Linked DNA regions of Mus musculus: region 1 is linked to region 2. The links are chromatin contacts, called in public promoter capture Hi-C maps. All regions are on one chromosome and are shown on one strand. Each heading gives the region's core, a stretch centred on a gene start, on an enhancer-like site or on the middle of the called end of the contact. The rest is flanking DNA. Distances are from core to core; before and after follow the strand shown.

What was found. Capture Hi-C pulls out chosen DNA fragments and counts their contacts.
Region 1: a contact with region 2 is called in a promoter capture Hi-C map of adipose tissue. The contact joins the promoter of Rpgr here to the promoter of Srpx in region 2. A contact is called at or near these places in 1 of 39 promoter capture datasets (maxillary cranial neural crest), 1 of 484 Hi-C or Micro-C datasets (uterus), 1 of 115 datasets of contacts at active chromatin or transcription factors (the NIH/3T3 cell line) and 1 of 9 other capture datasets (adipose tissue).

The regions. Positions count from the first base shown.
Region 1 is chrX:10,215,542-10,220,004 of GRCm38.p6, reverse strand. Rpgr (retinitis pigmentosa GTPase regulator) reads left to right here and starts at 3,210. Exons shown (of 17, transcript NM_011285.2): 1 at 3,210-3,453. The coding sequence starts at 3,312.
Region 2 is chrX:10,114,728-10,119,517 of GRCm38.p6, reverse strand. It overlaps Srpx (sushi-repeat-containing protein), which reads left to right and starts at 1,878. Exons shown (of 10, transcript NM_016911.5): 1 at 1,878-2,074. The coding sequence starts at 1,978. Gm33844 (a long non-coding RNA gene) reads right to left here and starts at 1,821. Exons shown (of 3, transcript XR_386890.4): 1 at 1,377-1,821; 2 at 569-657.

The DNA.
Region 1 (4,463 bases), core at 1,961-4,460, 99 kb before region 2:
TCCTGTGTTTAGGAGTGAGGCTGTAGGAAAGTCACAGGAGACAACACAGGTGATTGATGGCCAGAAACCCCTCAGCTCATTACACATTTGATTCTAAATTTATCTTTTGGTCATTATGTGTTCCAAAACCTTCCACTGTTGGCAAACATTTTGTGGCCCTCCATATTCAGTTTCATGACAACATAGGATAAATAGTACAAATGACAGTTTGGAAAGCTGCAACTTAGACACTTCATGCTCTCCAACTGTCAGGATTGTGGGAGAGGCCCTTATTGTTTTTGAAGGGCCAGTGGCTCTCCTTTAATTTCCAGTCCCCTTGCAATGCACACAAAACTGGAAAAACACATCTATTCTGATCTAAAACACAGAATTTCTAGCCTCATTCTGTTGCCTTCATGAGGTAACCAAGGAGGTCACGCTTACAATGCAGCTAAAGCATGCTTATACTTCCATCAGTATCCCAGGCGCCCATGGGACCCGCTGAAACCACTGAGCCTTGCTAGGCATGCTGCAGGAATAAAAATGACACTTTTGAGCCGTTGCCAAGATTTGAGTGCTATTTCCATCGTGGCACACATGGCCTGGCTTTGCCTTCCAGTACAGTGAGCATAGCCAACTTTGCCTTGTTTCTAATACCTACTGGTATTAAGTGCTACTGTATTCTGGGCACTAAGATAGAAGCTAGACATTCATTACCTCGGATGTCTAAGACATTTCCTGAGATAGAGCATATGAACAGATAATATATAATATAAATGATCTAAGGTGCCATCATAGCTGTATGTGTGTGTGGCACCCTTAGATTATAAATATTAGATGAATCAAAAGTATCAATATTATATTGTAAGGGGAATTTTATTCTTCTCTTCTTCTCTGCTAGAAAGCTGTGTGTCTGAGCTAATGCCAGCGTCTCCACCATATTCTCTGGATGCAAGGCCTTGCTGTCTTCCAGGATTTCTATTCTATTACTTTTCTGAAGAAGGATTCTCTCCGCATCTATTCAATTGGACCTCCCAGTGGTATCATACATTGCTTAGTTTAACAGAAGCCCTCCTTTCACCCCTCTTCCCGGCTCAAATGCTGCTTCCTCTCTTCCTGGGTCCCTCTGCACTTACTGTCTCGAATGCTGATGCTCAAGGGATGCTTTTCCCTCAGCGTCTCCAACTTCCTACTCCAATACTGTTTCCTCTTCCATTGCCCCAGCAAACCGCTCTTTTTATAACACAGAGAATGATCACCATATTTCTAACTTCAGAAGGTAATTCGGTGTCATTTAATTTGTACACATTATGTGGACAATTTGATTATACTCTTGTTTGGTGCAGTATTTTCCAGTCTCTCTCTCTCTCTCTCTCTCTCTCTCTCTCTCTCTCTCATCACCTTTTAAGCCTTATAACCCATTGCTAGGATATCATACTTCGGCATTCTTCACGATTCACCTTAGATTCCTTTGTCCTTCCCTTTCCTTCTTTCACCTGTTCCCGAGACTGCCATGATAGCGTTGATCCAGGAGTTCCATAAGTGTCTGGCTCCATCTGGACCTTCTGTGCATCAGTTGCTTGCTGTGCTCAGCAACTCCACCTGACTTTCCTATGTGTTCAAGGGCTGAGCTCACTATCTCTTCCATTACCTTACTGACCTAACTCTAACCTCCTCTGCTCCTTGCATAGCACTTCCCATCTCTGTAAACGGCACCACCCTTGCCTAGATACTTATGTGAGAAACCAGCGTGGAAGTGCTCAGCACTGACTTATGCTCTGAAATTTATTTTTAGAAGTCAATGAAATAACAGGATAAGCAAAGAAAGTCTTTAAATATTCTGATTTTTCTCATCATGATTGTTATGAGCCTTTAGACATGAGTATTAAGTTCTCCTCAAAATAAGTTAAGTTACCTTTTTTGTTCCTTTCTGCTGATGTAAGTTATATGATAGGTCAGCATTTTCCAAGAGTTGACAACTAGACACCATTTCCTGTGTGCCAAAATACTGAACTTCGGGCAGCCTGACCACTTTTGTACCTAAATACCTGTAATAGCCTTTGAATTGCCTCTCAGTGCTCAAACTGCTTGTCAGAAAAGCAGCCCAAACAGGTAGAATCACTTCAAGAACATGCATAACTGGTCCTTTCCTATCACTTCTGAGCTTAAAGCTCCTCCATGACTTTCCATAGTCTTTAGGATAAAGCGTCCGATTCTGTGGACATGCCATCTCACCTCGAACCAGCCTCAGCAAGGTCCTGGGAGGAACTGATCACTTTATCAGTCTTTGCATACAGTTAACTATGTCCAGACTTCTTTAATTTCATTCAGTTTCTTTGGCTTCAGACCTTCCTGACTTTGTCGTCATCAGACAAGCTTTTGTCTTTCTTAAATCCCTGTTCCCAGGTCGGTGCTCCTTGCTAAGCATCTTTACTAGAATCTCATCCTCAACTTTAGTTTGTACACAAGTGATTGGATTCTATTCCCTCTTTCCTTCCTAATAAAAGTGCCCTGAGTAAGTGTAGGTAATAACTCTCGAATTCTGGGAGCCTTAAATTCAGTTGTGCTTGATTGAGACCCAACTACCTCAGGTATACAAATGGACTCATCCTGGAAGATTTTCTTCCTATTTATTTTATTGTGGCCAACTATTATGGGTGGAAAACCAAGGTTTATCCAGAAAAATATAATATTTCAGAGGAAATTGTATAGATCTTGGCCCTTTAGTTTTATAGGAGATGCAGGCGGACTGTTTAGACCTCAGGCTAAACAACCTGAACTGTGCTTCTCTTCCTATGTTTAATTGGCATATCCGCAAACAGGAATGGCATTATTCAACTTGCATGATTGTAATAACATTTATTACGACCATTTATTCAATAAGGATCTAATGTGTGCATCGAGTATATTTGTTTTGTTCCTAGGATTGCAAATGACATTTGGGATGTAAACCGCCTAGTACCTTGCTGTGTTACAGATTGTTAGTCCTAGTGTGTTGTCAAAGCTGTGCGTTGACGTTTGCATGAGTCACAGAAGTTAGGGCTATGTGAGACATGATGTTGTCACCATATCCCCTCTAGGTCCCTGCATGGCCAGGATCCCTTCAGAAGTAGATGCGCTCCAGAGTCTGCAGCATGGCCGCTTCCAATCGCGACCGCTAGAGGGTGTGCGGTCGCTTACCGCCGCGACCATGGCATCTGCGCTTGCGCCTCACTGACACAGCTTCCGCCAGCCTCCTTCCAAAAGCCTTTCGCCCCTCCCCGCCCCGCAAGGCTCCGCCTCCGTTGCCCCTAGCGTCTGTTTGTTGACTTCCGGGAGCACAGTAGTGGTCTATGCCAAGAGGGTCGCGATGGGGGTCCCAGGGGGTAGGGCAGCACCTTAGGCTCAATCGAGTCGCCCCTGCTATCTTTCCGAAGCAGGCACAGATTCCGTTCGCAGGCTTCGGCATGGCGGAATCTGAGTCACTGGTGCCCGGTGAGTCGCGCGCCCCCAGTCGTGGCGGCTGGCCTGGAGGGAGGGTCCGCGGGCGGGCGGGCGGGCGACAGGCCAGGCCCCGCCTCCGAGCCGGCCCCGTAGTGGTACAGGCCGCAACCTGAGCCTCAGTCAACCGCCTTAGATTTGCGTTTGGGAATAAATAAATTCCCTTTGTCGGGCTGGAGGAAGGGACAGGGACATGAGGGACCCTGTGTGTGTTATTAGCAAGCTGAAATAATGGCTTTTCTTGGAGGCGGCGGCAGCCATTATTCTCTCGCGAAGCATCCCAGGGTCTCTAAACATTTGAGCAAGCGGATGTCCCCAGGACCCGGTTAGGTACAGAATTCAGTAACGAGTGGAATGCGGGGTGAAAGGTTAAAAAGAATGGAAGAAACGAACTGGATAAAGAGAGGAGGGCCTTCGGTGAATTTTTTTTTTTTTTTAAGACTGACTGTCGTGAAGTCTTTTAAAATTATGACTCCGTACGGCTTCCGTACCGGGTAGCCCAGGTAGACATTTCCTGGAGCAGCATTTATTATAAGCGTAGAGTTATAGAGTTGTTCAGCTAAAATGGTGGTCATAATCTACTGAACTGGTTTTTGCATATACTCTAATGGGCTGTTACTAGCATTATGAAAAATAACCACTATATTTGAGCAGAATTGGACATTTAAATATGTATTGCACTTTCTGCTGTGGTCTTGGCTCAAACAGAATTTGATTCTACACCACTTGGAGCTCATACCTTAGTGAGGGTGCAAGAAAATAGTTACAATAGGCTTGACATTAGTTGGCAGAGGACAGAAAGGAACCACCCAACCTTGGTTTTTGGGTTAGGGGAGTGTCTGAAGAGAGATTCTGGGGAGCCAGAGTAAACACCGTTAAATAATTCCTTGTAGGGAAGCCTTGAATCATTTCGAGGTCCTTGCCTCCCAAGGCTCAGTGACTTGAGTCGAACTGGCTTGCTTCAAGCTTGTTCTCAAGTGGTTTAGTCCCGTGCACATTGATAT
Region 2 (4,790 bases), core at 629-3,128:
AAACCCCTGGATCTTGGCCCTCTAGGAAGTGTCAGGAGTGGACTCCCTCTCATAGCATGGGTCTCAAGCTGGACCAGTCATTGGCCACCCCCTCACATGTTCTATGCCACCTTTACCCCAGCACATCTTATAGGCAGGACACATTGTAAGTCAAAGGTTTTGTGGCTGGATTGGTGTCCCAAACCCTCCATTGGAATGCCTGGTTAGAGGAGCCGATTGGTTCAGGTCCATATCCCCCTTTTCTAGGAGTCTTCGCTAGGGTTACCCTCATAAATTTCTGGGAGTTTCCATTGCACTAGGAATCTAGCTCTCCCCAGAGTAACCCCACCCACCTTCACTGCCACATTTCCAGTTGTCTCTCCCAGTATTCTCTCCCTCTGTCCTCCCTATACCTGATCCATCCTGTTCCCACTCCCCCAGCGAGACTCCTCTCCTGTCTATTCTATTTGCCCTTCACAGTGAGATTCATGCACTCCCCTTTAAGCCCTTCTTGTTACTTAGCTTCTCTGGGTCTGCTAATTGTAACATGGTTATTTGTGGTTAATATAACTTATAAGTGAGTACCTACCGTGCTTGTCTTTTGGAATCAGGGTTACCTCACTCAGGGTGATCTTTTCTAGTCCTTTCTCATGAAGCTCCTTTGGAGTCCTGGCCAGTCTGTGATAAAATCAACAATTATTCTCTGAAGAGTCTAATCTGAGGGAGGCCACAGAAGGGTCCAGCCTTCCCCATATTTCACAACTGGAGGAGTTAGAAAAAAGTTTTCTCAAATGCCGAAAAGGGTTATATGGTAGCCCAAGTTTGGGGGTTTAGTTAAAAATGGGAAAGGCCTGTTTGAATAAATGACTTAAAAATCTTCTGGCTCTCAATGATCTTGGCCTACGCAAGGGACCACTGTGGCAAGGAGAAAGATCTAGCTCTGCAGTGGATATGATTCCTGTCTAGTCGTCTAGCCGTGGGACTCTGTGAATCCAATGGTAACTGCCTGGATTTTGTCTTCCCCAAATACCTCCAAGAAACCAGATCCATCCTGGGGGCAGCCTAGAAACCTTATCCTGATGCCAGAATGTAGCCATGCCAACCCATAGGGTGGAGGCTCTGGGCTGGTCCTGCTGTTCTTAGGACGGTGGAGAACAACCCAGGAGATGGATAGATCTGGCTGCTGGGAACTACCGCTGAATCTGCGAGGCTGTGGGTAGGCAGAGAACTTCCTGTCTCTTGTGTTCCCCATCACCTGGCCCTTAAATCCCATTCTACACTGCAGCACAGCATGGAATGCATAAGGCCTAGCCTTTGGTAAAAGAGAAACAAACAAACAAACAAACAAACAAACAACAACAACAAAATCTGTAGAATGGGCCTTGGCGCTGGTGTACCTTGCTTCCAATCCAGGGTCTGTCCAAATCAAGTTCCTGACTGACTGTTTAAACTCCGGGCATAGTCTTGAGTGTCAAGCTGGTGAATGGGGCCATGGCATCCAGCTTCAGTGGGAAATCTCAACTCCTAGGTCGCCTGTTTTTCTATGTGACACACAAGTGCTTCTGTCTCCAGCACGCACGCAGGGATTCGTTCCAAGGTCCCAGGACCTCTGCAGTCACTAGTTTGTGTCTTGGTGTTGGGGGCAGGGGGTGCAAAAGGAGCAAAGGATACTTTTGGATGTAATAGGTTTCTAGGGCCTCTAGCTGGAGACCTCCGAGGGGGAACGGCCCCGGTTTCCAGAAAGAAGGGGTGGCACAAAAAAGAGGGGGTGGGCAAATGATGGGGCGGGGAGCCCTGAACCACTCTGCGTTCCAGGGAGGAGGAGGAAGGAGGGCAGGCCCTGACTAGAGGGAGGGAAAGAAGGAATCCACCAAGGAGGAGTTTTCCAGCCTGGCTTTAGAGGCTCTGTCTCACTACACAGCCCCTCGGTCTCTTGGCCTCCTCCAGCCCCTTAAGTGAGCTGTGCAGCCTGCCCTGCGGGGGAAGCGCCGGCTCACCATGGGGAGCCCGGGACTTCGGCCCGAGCTGCTGCTGCCTCAAGTACTGCCGCTGTTGCTGGCGCTGCTGCACGTCCTGCCGAGCCAGGGCTTCCCAGGTAGGAGCTAGGGATTGGGGTGTGTTTCCCCAGTTAGTCATCTAGGAACCTCAGAAGTGTCTGCCGAACCCCCTGCCCTGCAACAGCAGGAGATGGGGGGGGTCTCCCTTTGTTTACTCTGAACTCGTCTTTCGCAGTCCCAGGAAGCGGGTCTGAAAGAGGAGTGTGGCTCCCGATTAGGTACAAGAAACTGAGTTCTCTCTTGCAGCGCTTGGAGCCGGAGCCTGAGCACCTTCTGCTCCTAGGGCTCCAAGGTTTAAACCAAACCCTCTTGGCATAGAAGGCTATGAAGAGAAAGTTTGGCCACGGGCTCTTTTGCTTCTTTCTCACCACACTGCATAGCTTCTTTTGCTCCCCACCCCAACCCCTCACAGGGTTTTGATGGCTGTCAGTGCTCTAGGCCTGACAGTTTATTTTGGGTAGAAGCTCCAAATCTTGGCCCCACTCTGGAGCTGAGGAGCTCCGAAACTCTTGTGGACTTTACTAGCCTAGCCGAAGAGCCTTCGTGCATCCTCTTGTCCAGTCTGCTCCCTGCTCCCTCCTGCTCCCACCCCATCCCCCGAACTGCGCCAAACTCTGGGATTCCGAGAAAGTTTGTTTCTCTAAGGGAGAAGTGCCAGCTGAGAGTGGTGACATGTGGCATGCACTTGGTTAGCACCAGGGAAAGCAGGAAAGGCACAGGATTGTGTTGGAGGGCGTGGTCTCCAACAGCTAAGGGGACCCTGGTATTTACTGGGTTTTCACAGCACAGGGAAAATTCTCTTTGGAAGTGCTTGTTTAAAAATATCTAGTTAACATCCTCACAATGAAATCTCAGGCTTACAGAAGGTGTCAGAGGGGCAGGGCTATTTGTTATGGACCCCTGTGGCCTTGGAATGAAGAGTCAATCTATGCAGGCCCCTTTAGTTGTCTGTTTCTAGAAAGGTGGGCCATGCATTGTAAAGTATGTGAATAATGGTCTTCGTGTTAGACATCACTACGAACAGTTTAAATCGGGGGCTTGAGAAGAAACCCCCAGGAAGGGAGCTGGGTAGATGTAGGTAGGGTGGCTTTTGGTCTTTGAATGTTCCAAATGAGTGGATGGATGGATGGATGGATGGATGGATGGATGACATGTGAGTTACAAGACAGGAGCATTCTTTGTGTTTTGTGCTGATGCTTACAGGTTTGAAGTTTCGTAGGAACTAATTAGGGGCAAAGTGCAGAGGGGGCTTTACCTTAGTTGCTAGAGAAATGTCATTTTATGAGGCTGATGTCTCCACTCACTCCCTTGGCAATAATTGTGTTAAAGGGAGCTTAGAGGGGATCTAAATGAAAGAATCTCAACCTCTGGTTGAGCCTGTCCTAGGGAGGCTCCCCTTTTTCGTTTGCTATCCTCCCCCCTCCTGCTCTCTCCTCCCTGCTCCTTTCTCTCCATCTCTACCCTTATATAGTATAGCTGCCAAGCCTCAGACACCCACAGAATCCTAGATTTGCCAGCTCAGGCACTTACTACAGCTTATGTTTTGGGACTTGCCTTTGAGTTTCTTGGCTCAGTCGGCTAGCCTGCTGGTCCCGCCTCCTGACAGCCAGGCAGCCACCAGGTTCCTCTTTGCCACTATTCCTGTTGATCCCTCACCTGCCCTCTGGCTCCACTCAGGTACCCTGAAGCTTTGCAGGAGCACTTCCCTGGAGGCCTCACTCCCATTTTTTTCTAGTCTATTTCTAGCCTGTTTCTTTAAGAAATATTTATTTTACTTGTTGATATTGTATTTATACCATTTTCCCCTTTGTTTTCTGCCCTGCAAGTCCTTCCCTATACCCCACCCCCTTGCTTTCTAAACTACAGAATACTATTCCAATTGGAGTCCTCTCTTGGCACATATCAATGGATTATCTTGGGAACTGAGCTCTGCTGGGGCTGTTGAATTCAACAGAGGAAATTTTAGTCTGAGCCAGAGATTGTAAAAGTCTGGGAAGGGAAAATGCTCTAGACTTGTACATCTGGAGGCATATGGCATCGGCTGGGTTCACTATTAGTTGTGGAGTAACATGTTTTAAAGATTGTCTCAGAGGCACCTATAGTATGTGAACATCATATCTCCAGGAAGAGCCTGTCTAAGAAGATTTGGATCTGGAACTTCACAAAGAGGGAGCTAGGAATTTAGGACCCCATCAGGATCCTAATTATGCTCTTAGAGCAACTTTGTCAGAGAAATGGCAAATCTTTCCTATTTCCACCCGTAGAAGCTCTCTGGAGTTCTTCTAAACCTGAATTTGATGTAGCTTTTCTGGGCTTCTAATTTATTTTTCCCAGCCTATCAAAGACTGTGTGTCTACAGAAGCCTGCAGGAAGTATATGGAACGCTCCTGGCAAAGTTGCCCATGTCTGTGTTTGGATCCTTTTAAGAAATGGACTTGTTCATGAATTCTATTCTTAAAAGAATTCTCACAAGCTTCTGTATGTCTGAGACTTTGGAAGCTCACTCTACCCCCTGCACACAAAGCTGAAGGTGGAGGATGAATGCTGTGGTCATGGACAAAGTCTTTGTGAATCTTCCTAGTATTGGAGAAAACAGGTAAAGTGGTGTGGTTTTGTTCATTAGGGAAACCTTAAAGCTAAATCAGACCACGGCTGTCAAAGCAGGCTTTGGAAGTGCCACATTTGGAGATAAGTATGAGGAGTGGAGCACCTGGCTCAGGCTCTACAATTAAGGTCTCAGCAGAACCTGGCTAG